Linked DNA regions of Mus musculus: region 2 is linked to region 1. A link is a contact called in public HiChIP or PLAC-seq data. All regions are on one chromosome and are shown on one strand. Each heading gives the region's core, a stretch centred on a gene start, on an enhancer-like site or on the middle of the called end of the contact. The rest is flanking DNA. Distances are from core to core; before and after follow the strand shown. Region 1 holds the start of Npw (neuropeptide W). Region 2 holds the start of Rps2 (ribosomal protein S2).

The links. HiChIP or PLAC-seq counts read pairs in DNA pulled down with a chosen protein or histone mark.
Region 2: an RNA polymerase II HiChIP or PLAC-seq map of embryonic stem cells shows a contact between it and region 1, with 24 read pairs. The contact joins the promoter of Rps2 here to the promoter of Npw in region 1. A contact is called at or near these places in 2 of 39 promoter capture datasets (erythroid cells and macrophages), 7 of 484 Hi-C or Micro-C datasets (CD8 T cells, Sertoli cells, bone marrow-derived macrophages and 4 more), 8 of 115 datasets of contacts at active chromatin or transcription factors (bone marrow-derived dendritic cells, effector CD8 T cells, embryonic stem cells and 3 more) and 3 of 9 other capture datasets (adipose tissue, liver and pancreatic islet).

The regions. Positions count from the first base shown.
Region 1 is chr17:24,657,060-24,660,118 of GRCm38.p6, reverse strand. Npw (neuropeptide W) reads left to right here and starts at 1,567. Exons shown (of 2, transcript NM_001099664.2): 1 at 1,567-2,124; 2 at 2,615-2,790. The coding sequence starts at 1,694. The coding sequence ends at 2,714.
Region 2 is chr17:24,718,497-24,721,394 of GRCm38.p6, reverse strand. Rps2 (ribosomal protein S2) reads right to left here and starts at 1,332. Exons shown (of 6, transcript NM_008503.5): 1 at 1,263-1,332; 2 at 943-1,122; 3 at 664-861; 4 at 93-426. The coding sequence starts at 1,119. Snhg9 (small nucleolar RNA host gene 9) reads left to right here and starts at 1,430. Exons shown (of 2, transcript NR_027900.2): 1 at 1,430-1,535; 2 at 1,788-1,864. Snora78 (small nucleolar RNA, H/ACA box 7) reads left to right here and starts at 1,563; the gene lies at 1,563-1,719. Snora64 (small nucleolar RNA, H/ACA box 64) reads right to left here and starts at 606; the gene lies at 490-606.

The DNA.
Region 1 (3,059 bases), core at 318-2,817:
GTTTCTGGACTACATCCATGCCTGGTGCCTGAAAAGGCCAAAGAGGAACTAGAGGTACAGACATATGAACCACATATAGGTGCTGAGAATCAAGATTATGTCCTCTGGAAGAGCAGCCACTTCTCCTAACTGCTGGCCCATCTCCCCACTGATTTGGAGTGCGCAGCAGCTCCTGGGGACCTAAGTGGCCAGGCAGTGGGCGATGTCATGCTGAGCCTCCTGCCCACTCCTCTCTCCAGGCTGCTCTCTCCAAGACTAGGGCTCCCATAGGAACAGGCGGTTCCTTTGGTTTGAAGATCAAAATAAGGTGTTTCAAATTGGAAATGGTGGCCTGTATCTATAAACCTAGCCCTGGAGGTAGAAACAGGAGGGTCAGAAGTTCAAAGTTATTCTTAGCTGCATAGCATGCTCAAGGCCAGTCCGGGCTGTATGAGAACTTCTCAACTAGAGGCTTGAGGGATGTCTTAGTGGGTAAGTGCTAGAGGAGTGAGGTGACTAAAGCCATTTTAGTGGAGTCTTGAAGTTTATAGAAATTTGCTAGGAAAAGAGATAAGGGAGGAATATTCTTTTTTTGTTTGTTTGTTTGGTTGGTTTTTCGAGACAGGGTTTCTCTGTATAGCCCTGGCTGTCCTGGAACTCACTTTTTAGACCAGGCTGGCCTCGAACTCAGAAATCCACCTGCCTCTGCCTCCCAAGTGCTGGGATTAAAGTGCGCCACCATGCCCAACTGGAATATTCTTATATACAGGTGAACAAGTCACCTGCTGTGGGGCTAAGCCCTTCCCCTGATTGACTTTGGCTGGGGAGGAGGTCTTGTGCCAAGATATTGTTACAGAGGAGGCTCTGGAGTTTGGTAGGGCCCAGTCAAGCCTCCTGGGGCTGAGGGTTCCAGGAGGAACCTCTTAACATTCTAGCTCTCCAGAAACCACAGGGATGGCTTCATGTGGCCAAACTGTCCTGCCTGCTTGCTTTCCTGCCTTCCTAGCTCCCCGCACCCCCATCTCTTTGATTTCCTTCTTCTTCCTAGAGCTAGGGTCACATAATCAGGCTGTTTTGAACTCAAGATCCATGCTGGGATGATAGGAACGTGTTCCCATGCCTCAGCCCCAAGCTCAAGGTCTCCAAGTATTAAGCTACCTGTAGTGCAGACTGGGTTTGGGTGGGATCTCAGGAGCTGTACTAGGTAAGAAGAGGTACAGCCCTCAGGGAAGAGTGGCCCCACGCGCAAAACTGCCCTATGCTAGCCCACCAGAACTCTGCTGTCTCCTCTCCTTAAGTGCTCCAGTTGAAGCAACTCCTACCAAGGGGGCATCCTTTTGCCCCTGGCAGCCCATTCTTGTATTCTGAGACCGTGGTACCGGAACTCCCTCCTTGACAGTTCCCTTTCTGGGGGCGAGGAAAGAGTAAGCAAGGAGATCCCCCACTAGAGCTTCAAACACAGTCCAGCTTGCGAACTACTCATTGAGAGGCTTCTAGCTGCCTGGGTTCCCTCTTCACCTCCCTCTCCATCCTCCTCTCCCTTGGGTGAGTGCGACATGTGCGGCGGGGGCGATCCGGGGCGGGGCCACTGAAAGGCTGTAGTCGCACCAACTGACTGGTCTTCTCCATCCTCTGGAGCTCCGACGTTCTCGTTCTCGGAGACATAAACCCAGTTCTTGTCCTAACCCTCCAAGGGGCAATTGACGTGAGCGCGCTGGCGTCTAACAGAGAAGTGCGGGGCCCTGGGCCCGGGACTCCCAGGAACCGGCCCCTGCTGCCCCTGCTGCTGCTTCTGCTCTTGCTACCGCTGCCCGCCAGCGCCTGGTATAAGCACGTGGCGAGTCCCCGCTATCACACAGTGGGTCGTGCCTCCGGGCTGCTCATGGGGCTGCGCCGCTCGCCCTACCAGTGGCGCCGTGCCCTGGGCGGGGCTGCTGGACCCCTCTCCCGGCTCCCAGGACCGGTCGCCCGCGGCGCTCTCCTGCTTCCTTCCTCAGGGCAGGAGCTGTGGGAGGTACGAAGCAGGAGCTCACCTGCAGGGCTTCCCGTCCATGCACCCTGGAGTCCGCGGGACCTGGAGGGAGTCCGCCAACCGGAGCAGTCGCTAAGCCTTCACTCCTGGATCTCAGAGGAGCCCGCTGCTAGGTAAGTAGGAAAGAGAGGAGGTGGGCGTGGCATCTGGCAAGGGAATTTCCAGGGGTCTTAGACCACACAAGACCGCGAGCCTATGGGTACTGGTGGGTTTTTGTTGTTGTTGTTTTTGTTTTTTCCCTTTTTCTTGTAGCTCAGGCTGAACTCCTCCTGATCCTTCTCCCACATACCAAGTGATAGGATTACAAGTGTGCACCACCACACTCGGTTTACGTGGTACTAGAAATGGAACCCAGGACGTCACATATGCTAAGCAAGCACTCTGCCTACTGAGTTATACCCTGTTTTCCAGCCCCCCCCTTTTGATATTATGCTTCCCTATCTTCCTGGTTGCTGATTTTACATGTGTGGGCCACTACGCCCCCCCTACCCATTCTGTTTCCCATCACGTTAGGAGAATTTCCCAGAGTTCCTTCCATATCAACCTGAGGACAGAATGGAGAGCCTTGCCCCTGTCTCTAGAGTCCTGCTTTGTTCTTTCTAGAGCCTTCGGAGAGACGCTTCGTGCCCAGCCATGGTTCCTGCAGCAAGTCATCTTTGCCGATCCTGTCAGGCCCAAGAACCGATGGCGCCCCCATGCTTGACCTAGGCAGGAGCACAGCTTGAAGCTCCAGTCAGGCCTCGTGGTCTGGTCAATAAAACCAACCTGATTCCTGCGCCCCCGCGTGTGACCCTTTTTCTCATTGTGTACTTAGCATCTAGCTTCAGAGCGCACATAGCTGCGCGCCTACGCCCTGGCAAATGTCAGGAAGCCCTCCCTGACCAGACCAGCTCATCCGTTTGTCCTTAGGGACAGACACAGTGCGGAGAGCAAAGCTGAGATGCTTCCGGGGCCTTGGCTTGCTTCCTCCGTATGTTCCCTTCCCTGTTCATGTGTGTTCAGGGTCCCGAATATGATGACCCACCCACCAAACTTCTACCGGGATCAG
Region 2 (2,898 bases), core at 83-2,582, 62 kb before region 1:
GTCTCAAACAAACAAAAAGACACCAACCACACACTGGACCTGTGTGATCCAGCAGAGCTAAGAGAGGCCACAGTTAATTGTGAGATACCTACCAAAGTTGCCCAGGGTGGCAGTGCAGCCTCTGGCTGAAGTGTAGCAGTCATCTATACCGGCCATCATCAGGAGCTTCTTGGGCACAGGAGCAGAGACAATGCCAGTGCCTCTGGGGGCAGGGATGAGACGCACCAGCACAGAGCCACAGCGGCCTGTCACCTTGCATGGAACAGTGTGGGGCTTGCCAATCTTGTTCCCCCAGTAGCCTCTCCGCACAGGGACGATGGAAAGCTTGGCCAAGATGATGGCCCCTCGGATGGCAGTGGCAACCTCCTTGGAGCACTTAACACCAAGACCAACGTGACCATTGTAGTCCCCAATAGCGACGAAAGCCTATGAGAAGACTTAGGTGAAATGGCTGGAGACAGGTCATGGCACCAGCACATCCCAAAGAGGACCTGTGGTGCTCCTCTAGGCAAGAGAGGCCACTGTGAGGCCAATCCAAAGTCCTGAAGGAACTCGTTTTCTCTCTCTCTCCGTACGAAAGTCACACGGGTAAAACCTTGTGTAACCATGCAGAGTGAGAGAGTTTTGCTCAACCTCACGGCCAAAAAAGCAATCTTAACCAACCTTGAACCTGGTCCGCTGGCCAGCCCGAGTCTGCTTCTGCACTGGCATGATTTTCAGAACCTCATCCTTTAGGGACGCACCCAGGAAGAAATCAATGATCTCAGACTCCTTAATGGGCAGGGAGAACAGGTAGATCTCCTCCAAGGACTTGATCTTCATGTCCTTAACCAGACGGCCCAGCTTGGTGACGGGGATCCACTGAAGGAAGAAGACACCAGTCAAAGGGCTGCCTCTCGGTGCAGGGGCGAGCAGCCCGCCCCGCCAGCGGCCCAGACCTACCTCCTTGTCTTCAGCTTTACCTCCACGAGCCCCGCGGCCTCGACCACGGCCACGGCCTCGGCCACGACCACGGCCCCTAAGACCGCTGCCGAATCCTCCGCGGAAGCCGCCGCGGCCACCTAATCCTGGGCCCCCGGGTCCTCCGGGCCCTCCCGCTGCACCGGCGTCATCCGCCATTTGCTAGTGACAAAAAGAAGAGGAAAAAAAGGAAATCAGCAGAACGCTAGGCTGTGCGGTCCTGCCAAAACTGTGTCTGTCCGGATGTCCACGGATTCCCACGGCCCAGGCCGCAAAGCCAGGTCCCAGCAACATAGACTCACGTGTTCTCCCGAAGAAGAAGAAGAGGGAGGCGCCGCGGAAGGGACAATTTATAGTGCTCCAAGAAGCGCGAGATCTCGACTGCCTACGCACAGCACCCGCAGGCTGTGGTTGGCTGCGTCTTGTCCCGCCCCCGCCGTGATCTGTCTGCGCCTGCGGACTTTCCCTCGCCGAAGCCGCGCCCTACACCAGCCGGAAGGACGTATAAATACTCGCGCCCGCGCTGGGCCGTCCCGCTTGTGTCCAGGAACCCGTGGCGACGTTGGCGTGTTCGGGTAAGTCGCTCCTCACGGGCTTCTCCAGGCTTACGCAGTTGATCCAGTAAATGGGCGTTCGTTGAAAATCACCCTCGGCTTTGGCTTGTAGCCGGGGGTGAGATTCGGCGCCCAGAGCCACAGAGGCCTCAGCTCACCGCCCGCTGCCCCGGTGTGGGAGGGTGAAACCCAGGCCCCTACATTCCAGAGCGACTCTGCTGCCCCGCGGTCCGCCCTGTGGCCACAGTCTTAACCGCCTCATTTATTTCGCAGGTTCCCCTGGATATGGACGTTGCCGCCGCCTCCCGCAAGAATTGTCCTCTTTTCTCAAATAAAGTGATTTAACCTAACTTATCGTATGTTGGTGTTTTTTGGTTTTGGTTTTTCGAGATAGGGTTTCTCTGTATAGCCCTGGCTGTCCTGGAACTCACTCTGTAGACCAGGCTGGCCTCGAACTCAAAAATCCGCCTGCCGCTGCCTCCCAAGTGCTGGGATTAAAGGCGTCCGCCACCACGCCCGACGAGACATTTTTTTAAAAGATTTATGTATGTGAGTACACACTGTAGTTGTACAGATGGTTGTGAGCCTTCATGTGGTTGTTGGGAATTGAATTTAGGACCTCTGCTTGCTCTGGCCCAAAGATTTATTTATTATTTTAAGTTCACTGTAGCTGTCTTCAAACACACCAGAAGAGGGCATCAGATCTCAAGGGTGGTTGTGAGCCACCATGTGGTTACTGGAATTTGAACTCAGTACCTTTGGAAGGGTAGTCGGTGCTCTTACCCACTGAGCCACAGCCCGACGTTTTTTAAAAGATGACCACCTACGCTAAAATAAATTTACAGGAATGTGTTTGCATTTTTTTTTCAAGTAGGGTACCAGTGGTGACCACTAAAGTTCACCTTAGTAAACCAATAAAAATCTCAGTTTACTGAGCGTGTGGCCCCACAACAGTCCAGGTCAGATCATGACCTGGAGTGGCCTTTATGTATACTGTTGTAGCTCCCAAGATGGCCTTCACTGAAAGGGTATGAAACAGTATTTCGTTGTGTAGCTCTGGCTGTCCTGGAACTCACTTTAGATCAGACTGGCCTCAAATTCAAAGAGATGCCTCTGCCTCCTCTGTTGAGATTAAAGGAATGTACCACCACCACGGCCTGGCTAAAAGGAAGACTTTGATGGAATGTTAGCAGCTCCACTACTGTTGTCTTAGACCTACCTCATGTCCTTACTATGATTATGTGGCCAGTGTGACCTCTGTACCAATATGGAGACCTTGTTACACCCAAGGGGAAAAGACAACACTTCACTATATTCACAACTCCATTGTCTACCCAAAGGCTTTCAATTTACAGTTGAAAAACCTCTGGGCTTTTCCACAGAT